2 separate regions of the Bombyx mori genome follow, and region 2 is linked to region 1. Evidence: chromatin contacts called from public Hi-C data. All regions are on one chromosome and are shown on one strand. Each heading gives the region's core, a stretch centred on a gene start, on an enhancer-like site or on the middle of the called end of the contact. The rest is flanking DNA. Distances are from core to core; before and after follow the strand shown.

Region 1 (5,196 bases), core at 1,473-3,972:
CTAAATACTGATTATCAACTTGGTCTGTTATCTATGATGACCTCAATGAAAACTGTCTCATTGTTAACGTAATGTGACTTAAACAATTCAGACAGCTGAGTTTGTTTTGCCAGTTGCTATTAGTACAGTAGTAGATTCAGTTACATTAAGCTGATTCTTCTAACATGCAAGCACACTTGATGTTTACAAATAAATTGTTTAAAAATATAAAACTACTGTTTTTAATACTTATGTTCATATTTTGTATTATAACAAATTAAAACTCTCACAGTAAAATGTGTAGTTTATTGATGTGTGAACAATGACCTAATATCGAGGGGTGAAAGGCAATTTGGTTTAAGCGACATTTTTTCAAATTTACATCGGAGCCATTTTAGTTTAAAATATGGAAAAGATATCGTAACAAAAAACTTTTTCAACTATGTATTTGACTTTGTTAAGCTTAATTGAATTTCAATTAAAAACATCCGATTGTTGATAATAATACCAAAAAAACGGTATTTTAATTATAAAGACAAATGTCGCATATTAAGCGAAATGTCACTTAAACCAAATAGCTTTTCACCCGTCGATATTAACTACAAGATGGCTAGCTAATCTAAAACACAATTAAACACGTTTCCTCCATTGACTAATAAAGACTGGTGGCCATGGAATTGCATTGAGGCCTTTTGCCAGCATCTACTCCCGCCCCATTTGCATGCATCCTCCTCAGAGGCTCATGAGCGATAACAATAGGGATGTGTTTGCTATAGTATTCAAAATTAAATGTCATGCAGTTTGAATAAAATTCTTGATATTCATTTCAGTCAATTTACTCTGCATCTAAGACAGCAAATTTTTTTTCTTTAGTTTACCTGCTAATATGATAGCTATATCAAAGATCATTTTTTGGATTCACTGTTCTAATACAGTAATCTTTCTAAAATGAACAAACAGAAGTACAATACCCGATACTGGTAGTAATTGAGGTATTTTCAGCCCATATAAGTACAATCTTACTATGTATACTGCAAAGAATTCATACATTTCGATTGTAAGGGTCAGAGTATACTTTTTATAGTGTTTTTGTGCGAATCCACACATTCTATTAGGGAGGTTATATCCTAAGTATAATTATTAGTCTAATTATAAAATCCGGAACTATATTTACTTCAATTAAGATATTTAATTTTGGTCATAGACTGAACCATGATATGATAACTAGCCCACAGTTATTCATCATATTACTGTTAAACAGCTTACCATTGTGGCTTATTTCTTCGTAATTAAAAGACATTTTGTTTACTGTTTTTAATTTAATTTACCCCCAAAACTTGGAATAATATATCACGGACTGAAGCAATTACAAACACTTAACAACAACAAAAATCTAAATAATTTTATGTGACATACAACACTATCTTAAAATTCATAAATTAACTTTTTCGAACATTTATGGCAAAACTGGCAAAAGCACATAATTTTTTTTTTTTTTTCTATAGACAGGCAAAAGAAACATGACTCATATTGCTAAATTTTTTGAAACAAAGGGCGAAGCCTTTGCATTCAAAATAAAAGGGGAAAGAAATGAAATGAAATGGAATTTAATGAGGAGAGATATTGGAATTTTAAAATTCTATGTAAAATGTGGCTACCTAGTGAGAGTGCTACAGAAATTTAAACAAAATCAACAAAATAAAATAATTTTCAAGACTCCGCTCTTCGAATAGCCGTCGAAACAATGTGGAACATGAGGAATATGGATTTTTACGTCAATCAGTACATATCCGAATCTATCCGTAAGTATATTACGAAAGCGTCGTTGGGTGATGGTGCGACATGTTAACTAATCACGGCTGTCGACAACTACGCTCAGACTCGGCTCACGCAGTAGCCGATCACCGCCGAGGCCATTTAAACATACGTCATCGTGGATCCTTCTTGTCCACTCCTAGTGCTGCTGTAGGACGTTAGTAGTACTAACGTTAGCAGCAAATAAAATACAGGTCACCGTACTTGTCGATCCAGCGCAGAGTTCGACGAGATACTTAACACAGTGATATCGATGTAGAACACGAAATAGTTGCTTTTGAGCTCATAAGTCTCCTACGAGTGCATTCAGGCACTGGTTAGTAAGCTTCTCCCATAACCGATTTCCTGTTATCCTTCCTTTCCACAAAAAAAGAACAATCAAAATACGATCTGCACACCTTACAGTGTAAAGTAAGGAATTCTGTTACAAATGTCCACAAAGTCATTTAAGAACAATTAAATTGCATTTTAAATTAAATATTTACATTCAATAAAATTGAGAATTGTACGCATTGAAGGAATTAGATTGAGAGGAGAGTAAGAAAACATTTTTTTTTAAAGGTAGACCTTCCCTATCTTGAATATCTCAATTTAATTGAAGTACATTAGGAAACAAGGTAATTGCAAATCGTATGTATGGCGTTAAGAGCTGCGCCTCAGATATTTTTTTATTTATGAGGATGATGATAAAATTATTTGTTCATCCATCGTATGGTCACCAGAGCTGGATACATCAGTGAGTCCTCCTTTCACTCAATCCATTATTGGCTGGTACCCTTTGATTTACGAGGCGTATACAGACAAAATAATTTTTATTATCGTGTTTGTCATTTACGTTCTCTTCTACGCAGAATGATTTAGAAATTGATGAAAACACGTCGGAAATGACAATTTTGAAAAGTTCATCGACATTTCGTAACGTAGAACGAAACAAGTATTGTGAACGTGAACGAGACGTCTGCAATATGTCTGACAAATTAGAAATATTTATAGAATACGCTTAAACGTAAATGAATAGAGCCAAATATTTGATGATTTTGAAGCAATGGACTATGTACAACACACGATATAATAGGTAAACGCCATAGCTGACTTACCCTTATATTCATGAACTCATTTCGTATTTCATTGTACTTGGTGCCAGACTTTTTATGTCCTAATGGCCTTTATCTTCAAGTTTTGTTTTCTTTTGTACCATGTTTACATGTTGCGCAGCTCATACGATTGTCGGGTGCGAGTTTATAATGTAGATACCTATATTTTATACTGTATTTTGTTTCGCAGATCGATAAGCAACGTATTTGGAAGGAAGTTATGTGTTGTTGGTGTTTGATCGAGAGCCTTGCGTATGAAATGTAGATATGTACGTCACGCACTCTGGACGAACGGGTCACACGGACTACGAACGCGCATTTTAATAGTGAAAAAACAAGTCTAACTAAACTGTTTCGTTCGACCTTACCACAAATTAAGCATTCAGTAATTTGTGATTGAAACACCCAACAATGGATCAATTAATACAATGTCCTGTGTGCACCCTTTACCTTCACAATGGAATGAGTTTGGAATCACATCTCGACACTCACCCCAAGGACCAAGTTATCAAAGCTTTGTGTTGTCTTACCTCAAAAGGCAGTGGTTTCGGCAGTAGAACATCAACTCCTGCAAACTCGGAACGCTCATACAGAAGTCGGTCTCGGACACCTGCAGATGACAGATGGAATGGATCACAGCGAAGCAGTGAACCTGACCGCTACTGGCGAAGGCCACCAAGTAGGACTCCCAAATCAACATCAATTACATCTCTATCACGGAATGAGACACCTGAAATTAGAGATAGTATTAATTTTGACACAAATTCAGTTCCATCAGGTCAGCATTCTTTGTCATATGGATTGAAAAGTGATAAAATGCAACAGTTTCAAAGTTCTCAACTGTCAGATTTTGAACAGCCATTTACAGTGTTTCAAGAACCACAAGAAGATAGAGAGATTAAATATTCACGGAGTGCTGAATATACTGCCATGGATAATGTAAACAATGTTTTAACATATAACATACCACCAATAGCTGCTGGCTTAAGGTTTCCACCGCAAAACAATCTTGTGTCAGCAGGACATAAGAAAGCCCAAGATTTTGTAAAGATTCTACCAAAGCCCAATAACATACTTTTGAAAACCAATGTAGGTGGGATACAGTACATTACATCAGGAGTGAAACCTATGCATGTCATGGTGCCGACAACACCAACATTTGTGCAAAAGAATATACAGAACAACATGCTGATCTCAGGAAATATTTCTAATTCATCAGCCCATATTGATGCTAAAGTTGTAGCTCCACAATTATCAGGCGCCCAATTCAATAACATGTCAACAGGTGCCTTCACTCCCAGTTTATCAACAGTTGTGACTCAAAATTCACAAATAATTTACAGAGAAATGGTGCATAACATAGATGGTAAGCCTTTTATTTCAAGTATGCCCACTATGATTACAACAGGACCGGATGCTGTGACAAACGTAGCACAAAGTAGTTCAATGTATCAGAACTTAATGGTTTTGGATCAATTTGGATCTTGCATGTACACACCACCTCAACAGTTTGTTCCTAAATCGTGTACTACCACTGTTTATACAGACACCGATACCTTAATTCCAAATTCCCAACTGTGTAAAAATAATTTAAATGATCCAAAAACTTTAATCATAGAAGTTGGTCCAATAATTGCTCCTGAATCAGTTTCATCTACCTCTACATCAACCAGTGTGGTGCCATCATCTGGTGTGTCAGTTAAATCTGATGTAACAGATACATCTGACACCATAAATAAACTTGAATACATGAGTGAGGCATCAAGTTCAAGTAAAGGATTAAAAATTCTCAGCAATATCAAGGTTGAAGTACCAGTACAGCATAACAAAAATATGGTAAATACTTTAATGGATTTAACAGAGTCAAACGATCCTGATTTCATGGATAGCACTGAGCCCTCAAGATCACCAGAGAAAATCCTGCCTGATTTAGATGATGATAACCACAATATTAGTGAATGTATTCCGCCTTCAAATTCTAGCAGTATCAGTTCAGTACCACGCACATTTACCAACGTGAAAAGTGCAAATAATGTTTCACCATACAAAGAGTTATGTAATAAAGTAATCGACTCTGAGTTTAGTGATAGCTGTCCCATTCCTGATTTAATATGTAATGAGAAACCATCTATATCACCATGCAGTGAACTATCAGAGAATGGAGATAATTCCACTGATCGTATATCAATTTCCCCTAAACCACAGAGACCCGTTGAAACTCCACATAATAAAGAAATTAATGTAAAGAAGACCACCTTGCCTGTAAAATCAAATAAAAACAATTCTGCACGATTGAACAACATTTTTG
Region 2 (5,196 bases), core at 1,281-3,780, 290 kb before region 1:
CAAAATAAAACAAATCACACAACTTCACTCCTCGCGTTCCCGCCAAAGTCTTGTAATTTAGCTTCTTTTTTTTAAAGGTATTTTATGACCTGGTAACTAAGACTTTTAAGTCATGTCTTATTTTAATTTATATTCTTATTTTTATGAAAAATGATAATATGGAGTGAAATGAAATGACGATGATTAATTTGAGACATTAATCAACTGGGATGAATTTAAATGAAATGAGATGAGATGAAATATAATCTCAGTAAAATGGTGGCCATTTACTAAGATTTTCATTTTTATTACACGATGTTATTCCTTCACCGTGGAAGTCAATCGTGAACATTTGTTGAGTACGTATTTCATTAGAAAAATTGGTACTCCTCGCGGATTCGAACACCGGTGCATCGCTTCAACACGAATGCACCAGACGTCTTATCCTTTAGGCCACGACGACTTCAAAAGGTGGACAGACTTGATTAAGTCATCTACGAAGTGTTCCCTTTCTGAATGTACACGTACCGCCACAAAAAGAGAGATGGAGAAGTCTCTCAAAAGCCGCAACCCAGCAATAAGACATACGTAACCACGACTAAACCGCCAGGAGTGTACGACTGAGAAGAAGGGACAAATTCCAACTTGATGAACAATTTTAAGATAGTTGTTAATGTTTAAAATGCTATGTCAGGATCAAAATGATTGAGTCTTGAGGGTATTTTGTTATCCAAATTAAAGCTATACAGTTAGTATTCCAGTTTAAGCAAAAAAAACAAAAATAGGTGTTATCCCTATTTACCTAGAAATTGCGGTTAATGGGGACGAAATTAGTGTTAATAGAGAAATTTGCCAGGGCTGTCACTACTTGGTTTTAATTTATTTAGTTGCACTGACAAAGTGATCATCAATAAAAAACATTGAAAAACTGACAAAAGTACATGACAGATGTTACCTCAATTACAGGTGCAATCGACACTGCATTTACAACAAAAATAAAAAATATATAACTAAAACTTGATTACATTTAATTACTTAAGATTATTTTTATTTATTTGGGAAATTATCCGCGACAGATTTTTCCTGTAAGTTGTGAGACAATTAGAAAAAATATCTATTTCATCACTTAAAATTAGTTCAGTTAGAACATTGACGGAGACCGCGCTACCGTGGAAATTATTGTAGTTCCAAAGGATTCAGTTTAAGGGAGAGTAAGCACCTAAATTCGAACGAGCGGGCTTTCTTATATACGGTTTATATTTCTTCGTTCTTAGTAAGTACTTAGGGGTTGATATTTTTATCTGGGTTAAGAGATTAGGTGTGTCGGTTATTCCATGGATTTATCAGGTGGATACCCCCACTCTGGACAAATATTAATATATTTTATTATGTATTACTTAGACATTTTTGTCCACCTTGAGATTTCATTGTTCTTGTTACATGTTTGTGCAAAACCGACTTACTAATGTTAAATTGCTTAGCTATTTCAACTAAAGACTTATTCCCAATTTCATAGGTGTAGACGCGAGTTAAGCAAACTATGAAAATATTTTAAATTTGGTCGTTGCAAATGAAGGACACAGACTGCGGGAAGAAACGATAAGAAGCGGCAGTTCTGCGTTAAAGGAAGGATGCACAATACCTTTATGTAGTCCTTACTGCAGACTCGTACCACTTCGCGATGAGAAACACCAACGATTTCACTTATTTACGTATTTAACATAACAAAGACACGAAGCGCGCGCGCGGTTGTTCAGCCATATTTTTTCGTCTCGATGTCACCACACGATCTCGCTCGCACGCGTCCGTAGGTAAAGTGCCGGAGAGGGATGGGACAGGATTTGCAAAACCAAATTAAAAATGTTGCTATTTTTCGAAACTTAAAACTAACTAAGTTTTAAACCAGCGCAACCAATAGGCTTTTATTGCTGTTTTTAATATTAAGGAATCATATCTCTTATAAGGCTTTGCACTCTTTGATACGTACACGCGAGGCATATCTAAAATAGAAAACAATACGTAGCTGATAAATATGAATGTTTGCCAAACAATAAAATAACACTGCATTGATAATTTTCAATAAAATTTCTACACAAAAACATCATGAATAAACCAGATTCTTACCAACACATTTAAAAAAGATTGTTCTAACTACATAGACAACCCTACAAGCCTGTACCTATTTATACGTAGGTCATTCCCATTTAACTCATCTCAATTGACCCCTTTTTCGTTGTTATTTGTACCTGAGACGTTTCCATCATCCCCAAATACAACAGATTTTTAAAAAATGGATGATTTTGCAACGATTAAAAAACTAATATTGAGTGTCGAAAAATTTCCTGGTTTTTTCCCCATTCACCTCTCAACCCCTAATCACCCCATTACCTATTGCTCTTATTGGTCAGACTCCTGTCAACGCTAATATCTTTCTAAGTTTCAGATTTTGCGCATATCTTATTTTTTTCTCTCTTGAACTATAGTACATTCTAATCATTCTTACTCACTTTTCAGTGCTAAAACTTTTTTGTTTTGCTAAGTCAACTTTGAAACGCTATTTCATTTCAGGGTCGATGCGACTGTGAACTTTTTCTCTAATGAGAAAAAAATTGAGCAATATCGTAAAAAAAACCACGTACATAATATATTTGTATATTAAAATTTAATATATTACCTATCATAGATTATACACTTAATATATTTTATGTCACAATTGTAGTTGCAATTGTTGGTACAATAAGGCACATAAATCAGTGAAAATGGTAAGATTACAGCGCACTACCAAAACAGCACCAAAATATTTATTTTAAGATTCTGTCATAGTAATTTTGACCTAAATGTTATTCGAGATTTAACATATAGTTTTTAATGTGTGTTCAGTTTGGTTTAAAAAGTTATTGAATAATATTTTCAACCTCGTTCCAGTATTTATTTTAAGAAAGAAATTAAATTAAAATATCAGCTGAGAATAATATAGATTACATTATTCCCGCATTTTATTGGTTAGAGCCAAATTTTTTATTCTGACCAATCGAATAAATAGTGATCTTTTTTGTATTTGTTTTAATGGATAGTATTAGTTTAAAATGAAATTTACCATGAAAATTTGTTACTAGAAGCAAAAACATGTTTGAGACACTTTGAAAATATTTCATTATGTTCACTGTATTTTGAACATACGGAATGGCAATGAAATGGTTAATTTATTTACTTTCAAACATGATACCTTTTCTTTTATGATTAATACAATGTCAATAGTTTCAGAATAATAATGAAATTCTAACAGGTGTATTATTCGCTTAAACTGTGAATTTTGCAATGTCAAGAAAATTTTATATATTTATATGTACTTTTTAAGTCATTGTGGCCTAAAGGATAAGACGTACGGTGCATTTGTATATTGTGATGCAATGGTGTTCGAATCCTGCTAGTGGGTACCAATTTTTCTATTGAAATATGTACTTCACAAATATTCACGATTATCTTACACGGTGAAGAAATAACATCATGTAACAAAAATCAAACCTGCAAAATTATAATTTGGGTAATTACTGGTGGTAGGATGTCTTGTGAGTCCGCACAGGTAGGTACTACCACCCAAGATAGGTGGCGGCATTTGCGTTGTAGATGTCTATGATAATATGTATGTATATGATAAGTAGTTGAAATAAATAGTTGAATGAAAATATTCTGTGTTCATGACTTTTGAATTAAATAATATTTCCTAATATACATATTTTTTAAACAACCGAATCAACCAAGCTACACATAATATTAAAATACATTGCTAATAAAATGTTGGTTATGATCACCCATGAACATCTTGAAGAACAATAAGAACAATAATAAAACTTACTGGAAAATTATCTCTTAGAAAATAGTCTCCACCAAAAAGTTTCCATTAGAATGAGAGGCACACATTGTCTGTTTGGGACATGATTGAATTGGTTTTGTATATAAAACAAATGTAGTATTCCTTAAATTTAATTGCAGTAACTTGTATTGTACCTTAAATGTGCTTAAGAATCTTCTTCTTCTTTTTTATATATAAAAATGAGTTGCTGTTTATTTTATAGAAAAGTTTAGGTCTTTTATTTTTCAATTGAGGCACTACGAGGTCTGCCGAGTCAGCGAGTGTTCAATAAATAACTTTGTGCCAACCTCTATTGCAGGCATCAGGACATGGTGAGACTAGCAGCGAGTGTGAAGGCGAGGAGCAAGAAGACTCTTCTTCGTCTCATTCTAATAATGTGCTTGAAGCTTGCAATACTCTTGACAATTTGAGTTTACAAGACAATGCGCAAGTAAATATTTCTCGTTTCATTACCAAATAACTTAAGTACTTAAATCTTATATAACAATGACTAAAATAAAGTTCATCTGCCAATAAACAAGAAGAATGGACAATTTTAGTACATTTATAGTGATTCTTTGGTCATGGGATTGGAGTCTTATCTTCTAAATTTCATACCAAAATAAATGATTTGTAGAAGAAAAAGCCAAAATGAGATTTGAAATATGTTCTGCTGCTAGTATTTGAGGATTTAGGAATCGGGGAATTAAATCAGTAGATCAGAGAACTAAAATTGAGCTAAAATAGTACTTGTAATAAATAGTACAGTTCATTAGGTGCATACAGATTCTTTGATACCTAATAAGATATTAACTTTTTTTTTCAGAATACAAATCACGGTGAAGATGAGCTTTCAGTCTTCCGGCAGCAGTGGCAGAGAGAACTCGAATCAACACCGACAACACAGAAAGGATCAAAGCTTGAAGAATCATTTGCAGAACCACTCACTGATGAGGATAAGGTTAATTCTGATCTCATTATTAGCAATTTGGGCAATCATATTTTTCACCAATATATTATAACAAAACAAAATAATACTAAGAATTAATGCTCAGAAAAACATTAAGAAAATGCAGAGTAGAAATATAATTGTTAGCTTCTAAATTACATTAGTTTTTCAACTATTATGTGGATCCTTTGTTTGTTTTTCTTTTATACTTTCATAGATAACAAGATAATTTCACAATATTCACTTCATTTACATATAGCACCATACTCTACACTTAAATAGAAATTCTTTCGCGCCACTTCGATAAAGCGGTACGACACGAGAATCCTCTCATCGTGGCCGCCGGTAACTACATTCCCGATCCTGCGGACAGAATGGAAAGCAGTCGACGTCGCCCCAAACACGTCATAACGGA

The links. A called contact is a pair of places that touch in the nucleus more often than the background predicts.
Region 2: a Hi-C map of posterior silk gland shows a contact between it and region 1, with 1.5 times the contacts expected there. The contact joins the promoter of LOC101737813 here to the promoter of LOC101744027 in region 1.

The regions. Positions count from the first base shown.
Region 1 is chr6:2,172,233-2,177,428 of ASM3026992v2, reverse strand. It overlaps LOC101744027, which reads left to right and starts at 2,722. Exons shown (of 8, transcript XM_038011802.2): 1 at 2,722-2,869; 2 at 3,079-5,196. The coding sequence starts at 3,300. It overlaps LOC101739356 (ER membrane protein complex subunit 2), which reads right to left and starts at 1,528. Exons shown (of 7, transcript XM_038011803.2): 1 at 1,246-1,528. The coding sequence starts at 1,279.
Region 2 is chr6:2,461,527-2,466,722 of ASM3026992v2, reverse strand. LOC101737813 (F-box only protein 9) reads left to right here and starts at 2,530. Exons shown (of 10, transcript XM_062668958.1): 1 at 2,530-2,741; 2 at 4,152-4,283; 3 at 4,659-4,793. The coding sequence starts at 2,739.